Regions from separate parts of the Anas platyrhynchos genome. Here region 2 is linked to region 1. A link is a contact called in public Hi-C data. All regions are on one chromosome and are shown on one strand. Each heading gives the region's core, a stretch centred on a gene start, on an enhancer-like site or on the middle of the called end of the contact. The rest is flanking DNA. Distances are from core to core; before and after follow the strand shown. Region 1 holds the start of UVSSA (UV stimulated scaffold protein A). Region 2 overlaps CTBP1 (C-terminal binding protein 1).

Region 1 (4,351 bases), core at 793-3,292:
CCTAGAAGGGAGAGTTAGAAGTGTTTACGTGAGAAGTTCCTTTTTAATTAAACTGCTGGTGTTACACACACCAGCACTGTGTTTGAGGAGGGCTGGTACCTACACTTTGTTGTGCTGTGAAAAAAGCCGGAATAGGACAGCTCAGGACAGAAGTAAGGATATTTTAAGCTTTCACATGACAACTTAATAGCTGCTTATTGTCAGATGAAGCTGTAAGTATCCTTTCCGTTCTGAACAGGCTGGACTTTGTGGCTTCAGGTGGTAATCAGTGGCTGGAGGCCTACTGGTGAGCAACACTTATGCACACCGAGAAAGAGTTGGTTGAGTCCAGCTCTAATTTCAAGGCAAGGATTTTTAAAGCCTTTTTGCCATAACACAAGATGTACAAGAATATCTCCCAATGGGTAATCTATTCCAGTGTAGATGTGTCCTTTATGTTTTGTCCTAGTTTGTTTTTAATCACTTTATTTAAAGTTCTTCCTCCCTGTTTATGTAGTTCAGCCCTTTCCACAAAGGTACCTTACCCCTGTATATCTGTCATTCTGTAACTGAGGTCAGAGACAGACGGCCCTTCGCTTCAACTCCAGTAGCTGGCCATTACTTAATATACTTAATAACACATCTGGGCAAATGTAGTGACTGAGCTGTAAGTTACATACATAGGATATTCAACTGAGAAGCTTTTAAAAAAAGTAAAAGGGAAAGGAATGCTGGAAAACCAATGCCTTCAGTCAGGATGCTGTATGGGTCTCAATAAAAGGGCATCTGCCTTGAGAGTAGTGCCAGAAAGCTTAGTTCAGTTTCTGGTCAGCACTGAACATGATGTCAGTGCTGATGGTGAACTGTGTAACATTTCCTCTACCTAGCATTCATCTTGCTAGCAGGTTATAGGAAAGAAGTATAGAATGGCTCGGGTTGGAAGGGACCTTAAATATCACCTAGTTCCAACCCTCTCCCATGGGCAGGGATGCCACCCACTGCATCAGGTTGCTCAGCACCCCATCCAGCCTGCCCTTGAACACCTCCAGGGGTGGGGCATCCACGGATTTTTTAGGCAACCTGTAACAACTCAAAGACATTACATTTCTCTAAATAGCACCTCATTTTCTGAAAAGCCTTCAGAAAACACTTCATGCGAAGGGGTAGGCATTTGCTAGCTTTAATTTGCGGAGATGTAGAAGAGAGTTTTTGCTTCATGTGAGGGTAAGTCACCACAAGTCTAATGAAGACTGGGTAATTTGGGATGCCTCCTACAGACAGCACTTGGCTCCCAGAGGGTTTCCTTCCCAATTTATTGATTCTCTCTCTCGAAACACCTAGCAACTCACCACCTAAGCACACCCACAGGCGAAGCCGCCGCGTTACCTTCTTGTTCTGCCTCAGATAGTGGTACCCCAGCGCCAGCTTCTTGTAGGCCTCGCCGTACTTGTCGTGCCAGTCCTGCACGCAGTGCAGGGCAGCCTTCCTCAGCTTCTGTGCCACCTCGGCGGGCGGCGGCAGGGGCTGCCGGTGCTCGGTGCCCACCACCAGCTCCAGGAACTCCTGGAAGTCGGCGATGAGCAGCGTGCGGAACCGGTGGGACCTGGCGAAGAGCTCCCGCAGCGCCTGGAAGGCCGACAGGCGCACCTGGGCGTGCGGCTCCCTCAGCCTGGTCAGCAGCAGGTGGTAGGCATGGCCGATGTGGTCATCCGAAGACCTGAAAAGAGGGGAAAAGCGGCAAAATTTACCACATAAATTGCTGGGTTTCGGTCAAAAAAGGCCTTTTTGGGGTTAATTTTCCAGGCCGGCTCCTACTTGCAGATTTTCTTCAGCTCCTTCAGCCTGCCCGGCTCCAGCTGCGGCTCCCCGGCTGTGGTGAGCTCCTCCACCAGCTCGGCCAGGCGCTGCGCCATCGCCCGCGGCCCCCCGGCTCCTGTCAGAGCCCCTCACAACCCGCCCCCCCCCCGGGGAACGCGCCGGGTGGTGCCTTCCTCACGCACCCACCCCCCCGGAACGCGGCGGGTGGTACAGCCCGCGCTCCTTCTTCACGGAGCCTACCCCTGCTGACGGGGTGGCAGCGCGCGTGACGTCACGCTGGGTGGAGGAGAGGGAGGGGGAGGTCCTTAAAGGGACCGCGACTGAATATTTTTTTGGGGGGTGGATGGATAAATTACAAAGTTTCCACAGAATTGATCAAAAATCCACATCAGGGCTACAAAGCTGGTGAAGGGCTTGGAGCACAAGTCCTGTGAGGAGCGACTGAGGGAGCTGGGGGTGTTTGGGCTGGAGTCTTAGCATCGCACCACATGAAATGACTGTAGTAAGCGTAGTTGCTGCAGTAGGGGGCTGGTTGAACTGAGGTAAAATACACTTTTATGACGCATTGAACACACTCAGTACAAGCCAGGAGGAGCCAAATAGCGAGAGGTTACAAAATAGTCTGAAATGAGTCAAATTAGACGCAGGAGGAGGGGTGATAGGGTTGATGCCCTGTTCTGGTGTCCCCCTCCAGCAGCCACACGAGCGTGGCTCAGTTACTGGAGGTCATGGGGCTCTCCTGGGTTCGCTCCTGGCAGCACTTGTCCTCCTTTCAGTTTTGGGTGCCACACTGGAAATGTTCTGCAGGCCCCCGTTTCTGAAAGTGCTGACCAAACACCGGGAAGGACCAAGCCCTTGCAGGTGCTCACTTTGAGCATCTTGGAGAAGGGAGGCATTTAAAATGGGTATTCCCGTTTGAAAATGTTGTCAGGTGTTTGAAGGGTGTTTCCCTTCATCCACAACTAAGGCGTGTGTTGAAATTCGTATTGCAGCTCTCCGAGCTGGCTTCTGGGATAGGAAAGACATCATTGATCACTTTGTACAAGTAGTGAACTCATATTTTCAAACACATTTACTACAGTGAAATCATACATACATTTTGCGGCGGTTCTGTTATTTTTGACTTGATATATGAAACTAATAGCATTTTACTTTTAAATAATGTTTTTCCTTCCTTGTTGCCTTCCATCTAGTAAAATGGATGTCCTACATTTCAGTGTGAAAAGCACATACGATGGCACAACTAATCTTCAAAGTTTAGATCAGTTTACTCTTTCAATATTTCTTATTTTTCTATTTTGTTTCTTAATTTGATTGAAAGTGCCTAAACAACTGCTTCCTATTAGGTTATTGCTTGCAACAATAACATTGCTTTAATGTTTAGAAACAGTATTTCAAAAGGAGCCTCAAGCAAGGTACTTAACATCTACAAAGTCACCATTTCATATCCATGCATAATGTTTAAGAAATCCCTGCAAGGAGCCATATGGTTTTTGCAAAGAATCGCTTGATGAATGAATGCTGAGTTGTGTAACTCATTCATGGTGGTCCCTTAGGCAAATCCCAGCGACAGCTAAGCTGTTTGCTTATTTATTTATTTATTTGATCGCAGGCAATTACATAAAATTGTGTTTGCTCGAGTTGCTGAGTTTCTTTTCCCATCTACTTTTCAATGAACATGGTAAATATCCACCATTCAAATATTTCCATGCTTCCTTCATCTGGACCAGTCTGATAAAAGACTGAAGAGAGCTGGACCACTGCAGAATTCATTTTGCTGCAGAAGTCCCAACCACTCTGCACTTGCTTTGATTTTCCCCTGCTCAGGGTGGTGCAGGGGAACGCAGGACACTGTGGGGTGCAGAGGCAGGAGCTAAGAGCAGCTGCTGCCCCTCTGAGCCTCAGCACTGAGACTTACTACCAGTTTACACCTGATTTCAGCAAAGCCTGAGTCTGCTGCTTCACGTCACATGCATCACGACAGGTTGTTGGCTCTGCAAGTCCAGTATCTTTGGCTAAATACATAGACAAAATATAGTGCCAAACAGAATTTTATCCATTGAAACCACTTATTTGTGTCTGAAGGTTCTTACATTAAAGCAGAGCCAGCTGTTCTGTCCCAGATTTAAAATGTCAAGATGATGGCTCTAGGAAGGATTGTTTCAAACTTTCACGTAACATTCAATTTTCAGGTATTCTTTTTAAAAAAGAAAGATCCAGGTAGAAGACAGTTCCACCATGTTATTAGATGATTCTTTGCCTGGGATTGTTTTCAGCTGTGCAATAACAGAGCATGTCAGGCAGAAAGAAACCCCACTGAACTCTTAAAATAGCTGTCTTCAGCTTAATGATATGAAATTAAAAAGGAGGGTTTATTCTTCTGCCAAAATGGAACTTAGGCAAAAAAAAAAAAAAAAAAAAAAAAAAAAAAGCTTTTCTACAAACAATCTGGAGTTAAAATAACTTTGGTTTCAGGCCTGAAGATGCAGAAACATGATAAACACTGATATTAAGTTGTCACAGAGTTTGTGCCAGTTGGTTTGCAAAGAAAATA
Region 2 (4,074 bases), core at 705-3,204, 280 kb after region 1:
TTGCTGTTTTTAATATGTCTGAAAAGTGCTTGCTGCAGGAACAGTCTGCAGAGCAGTTACTTCTTGCATTTGGTTGGGCTGCATTTGAATCTGTATTTCAGCTCAAATGAGAGGAAAAATAAATGCAAGAAAGTTTGAAATGCTTCCAGACCTAATAAAATCACCTACTTACCTCTCTGAATGTCCCTAAATGTGTTTCGGCATCTAACAGATGGACAAGCTTGCTTGAGACGAATTAATTGCTGTCTGTTGCAGACGCAGAGAAGAAAAACAAGCAAGTCAGTTTCTATATAAAAATTATTCAGTCATGTGCTTGTCTTATCAAAGATCTGATGGACTGTGGATGTGATTGCTGTGGTATTCATCTGCAGGAATTAATAATACGATTTTGACAACAGGGCATCATACTTTAATGACTGTTCCAGTTACACATTGCTGTCAGATATTTCAAGCCATGAACTCTTACTTTTTGGAATCCAAAAATGCTTGGCGTTACGTACCACTCATTTGAACGAGTGCACAAGGCAATAGAAAGCGTCTTCACACTTAAAGAACAGCCTTTAAAATGTGACTTTCAAGGAGATAGTCATGAAGTTGCTTGCTCAAATCTATACCCGTGTATTAATGCACCTCATTTAAACATGATTATTGCACTCACAGTCACAGCATCTGTACATAAATAATAGACAAATCACCTGCCGTGTTTTAAAAATGGAAATATGCATCAAGTTTTTGAACCTTAAGTCTTCGCTTACATGCTATGTGCTAATTTGCTGGAGACATCTGTCCTGTTGGCATTGTGTTTATTGTGTTACGCTTTAATTCCAGGCTGAGCTGAGAAAAAAGCCTTCATTTATTACTGAATTTCTTAAATGAGTTTTCTGTGTGCTGTTTTTGTTGCGAATGACTGGAAAGTATAGAGAAACAATTTGGATAATCAGATTGCCAGTATGTATGTAATGCTGCATGAGGTGCTAAGGGTTTTTTATTGCTTTTGTTTTGTTTCTGTTTGTTGGTGTTTGTTTTTTTTTAAAGATGCCTTTTGTGTGCGTGGCATAGTAAAAGGCTGGTAAATTCTGATTTTAAAGGTACACTTCTGTTGCAGTTATTAACCAGCAATTTTCTGCAGTCTTTGATTGTTCCTATTTCTTTTCCTACAATGGAATGTTCACAGCTTTTAAAGTGAGTATTTTAAAGTTTTGAACATATCCACTGCTTGGTTTTGCACATGTATGTGAATATGCCCAGCGTTGTGACTGAGCTCCTGTTCTAACAAACTCCAATATAGATGGGTATTTATGAAGAAGTCTTAGAAGCAGTCTTAGAAGACGTGGAAACACAGCTATGCTAGGTTTAGCATTTGGGCACTTGAGATGCTTAGACTTTGACATACTCCCTTCCCTGTTCCAGATCACTACAAGAGGGTAGCTATCTCTAGTTTTAATCTAAAATGTGTATTTACAGCCATGTTCAACAGACTGTTGCCCTTAGGTTATGTTTCTCTACTAGTGGCCTCTTCCCACATATTTAGTTTTGCCTCAATTTGTAATTGTCTTATTAGGATGTGTCAGCATCAGAGCAGCTGAACCAGTAAGAGGCTATGAAGTGAATGTAGCACATACAAAACTGTTCTCATCTTTTGTTCCTAAGTCCTGCTGCTTTCCTCCAGCTTTGTGTAGTGTCCTTTTGTGTTTACACACTTCTGAGATCATCCCTTATCTCAGCCCCAGCTATTTTGTGCTCTTGTCTTAAACTTGTCGTCTCTTCGGCAATGGGTTGCATAAATTGCATCATTTTGCTGCTGCAGCACCTCAGTCCAGACCTTCACATCTGTTCCTGGGCATTTTTTGTAGTTTTTATTTTTATTTTTAGCCAAAGATAAGCATCCCAGCTCTTGCCTATCTCTGTGCTAGGGAACGACTACGTCATTCGCTCCAAAGCTCCAACTACTCACTTCCTTATCCACTGGTCTAGCCAAGCTTCATGACTCACTTGCCTTTTTCTTTCCATCACCCACTCTCTTTTCTTTGCCTCCTCTCATGCATATTCCTGCTTTGACACTTGGTCTATCCTGCTTAATCCCATTACTCAGTGCTCCTCCTTTAAAGTTAACCCCATCTCTCATCCTCTGCTTGTACTGGAGATAAGCAAAGACTCAACTACATAATGCCCCCTTCATGTGCTTGTTGGATACCATCCGTCATTGTTCCGTTGTTTGGTTAGCCTCTGGGTTCCTCAGGGCAGAGCCTGTGTTTCTTTCTGTCCTTCTGAAGTGTGTGATTCTGTAAGCCTAACATAAATAATAATATCACATCATCAAACAGCTGTCTTTGTCACTTTTAGTCTTTATTACTACCCAGTGCCCTATATTTCAAGCGATGCGTCACAAGCTTTGCAAGCTTGGATAGGAAGCCCTGTGCTGAAAAAAATGCTACCTCTTCACCTTTTATCTAGGCAGATAGGTTGTAGGTATTTTTGTTGTGTGTTTTTTAGATTTTTTTAAAACAATATTTATGAGCAGCAGCATGTAAGTACTTGGATGAGTTGATAGCTGGAGCTGGTTCTGCTGTAAGGATGATTTTGCAGCAGCGAAGGCTGTGAAATCACACTCCCTTCCTCTTCCTTCCCAGTTACAAATGCTGGTGACTAATAGCTAATGCATTTCCTCACTCAGAAGAGGTGAAATTCTTCCAGATCAATTTGACAGTGCATCATAATCAGCATTCATCACTCAGTTTGTCTTTCCTCACCTGCTGTGTTGTCTCACTGGTTCCACATCCTGACTAGACGCTGGCCAAGGCACCGATCAGCACGTCAGACAGTGAGCTTTGAGCTGGGTGGCATTGCCATGCAATAAATGTGGCACCCCTAGCAGTCCTACGAGCTCATCTGATGTGCTCACCAGGAGATCCAACAAAAAGGCACGCTCCACAAAGCAAACCATGTATCAGAGATCTCCAGGAGGGATTAAAAATTGCCCAGATTCCCCACAGCTGTTGCAAAGAGCTGCTAAGTGTGAGCACTTCTTATTTCCATGGAAGTCTACAGGCACCTCATCAACATTTCCACGGTACTGAGGGCATTTAATAAAACTGTAATACCAGAATAGAGGCAGGCTCTTTGCCCAGGGGCTGGGTGGAGATCATTGACGACTGCAGCTCCTATATTGTTGTGCTTGGACCAGGTTCGAGTCGAGGTCAGGATCAGAGGCCCTGCAAACTAGGACACTGGGGGGAAGTTGCTGAGTCTGACTACCAGGAGACCCAGGAGTTTCTGGTGTGTCTCTCTTCATGCTGCTGGTTTGACTGGAGTGAAGAATGGGCTTTGCAAGAGCCTTATATAAATCTCGTTATGTCTGAAATAGGCTTGGGTCGTTTTTGCATTCCTGCAACTGTATGGAGAGTGCATTTTGTGCATCCTTCCTGTATCACAGACCAAGAAGTTCATTTAATATTTTGTATTTCTGAATTTACCTCTCCTCGGAAGCACCCAAGTCTCATGAATATTCATAGCAGTTATATATGCTCCTAAGGTAAAGTTGCCTTGAAGGTGGACGCTTTTTGAACTGCTCTCTTCTTGCAGTGCTCAGGAAGGTTTTTAGCCACCCCTTGTGCCCAGAAGAGTCGCATGTAATAAAAGTCTTTCAGAGCAGGAAAAAAACTCAGAGGTGTGCAGTTGGCTGCAGTTTAAAAGGAATTGGCAGTTTACAAATGTCCTGCTGTCTGTTTGTGTAAGGACTGTGGCTAAATATGAATTGTCATTTATGGAGGATTTTATCTCATAAAGTATTTGTAATATGACGATGCTCGCTATGTGATTCCTGAGTGATTCAAAAGGAAACTGAGCACATTTAAGAGTGTTTTTAGTATATTGGCCAGGCTGCAATGAATGGAAAGTGTAGTTTTAAATGGAGAAGCTGTTGTAAGAGATTTCTCTGCCGTGAATCCCCTCAGGTATTGATGTTGTAAAGAGTGCGAAAAAGAACAGATGACAGAACGTCGCATGTGAAAATGAATGGAGCTAGAGTAAAAGCGATCTGCTAGCTTTTTTTCTTAAAAAAAAAAAAAAAAAAAA

What was found. Hi-C and Micro-C count contacts between places; a contact is called where the count stands out from the background.
Region 2: a contact with region 1 is called in a Hi-C map of subcutaneous adipose tissue, with 1.9 times the contacts expected there. The contact joins the enhancer-like site here to the promoter of UVSSA in region 1. A contact is called at or near these places in 3 of 8 Hi-C or Micro-C datasets (liver, skeletal muscle and subcutaneous adipose tissue).

What each region holds. Positions count from the first base shown.
Region 1 is chr4:72,721,099-72,725,449 of IASCAAS_PekinDuck_T2T, forward strand. It overlaps UVSSA (UV stimulated scaffold protein A), which reads right to left and starts at 2,043. Exons shown (of 13, transcript XM_027455708.3): 1 at 1,795-2,043; 2 at 1,366-1,696. The coding sequence starts at 1,892.
Region 2 is chr4:72,996,262-73,000,335 of IASCAAS_PekinDuck_T2T, forward strand. The region is part of intron 5 of CTBP1 (C-terminal binding protein 1); the gene reads left to right. Among named protein-coding and RNA genes, the nearest start is that of SPON2, 140 kb to the right of the region's middle. Within about 2 kb of position 1,955, at least 7 of the 8 cell types and tissues checked have an H3K27ac peak or open chromatin away from gene starts, as enhancers often do. A contact at or near this core is called in subcutaneous adipose tissue, where this site is marked.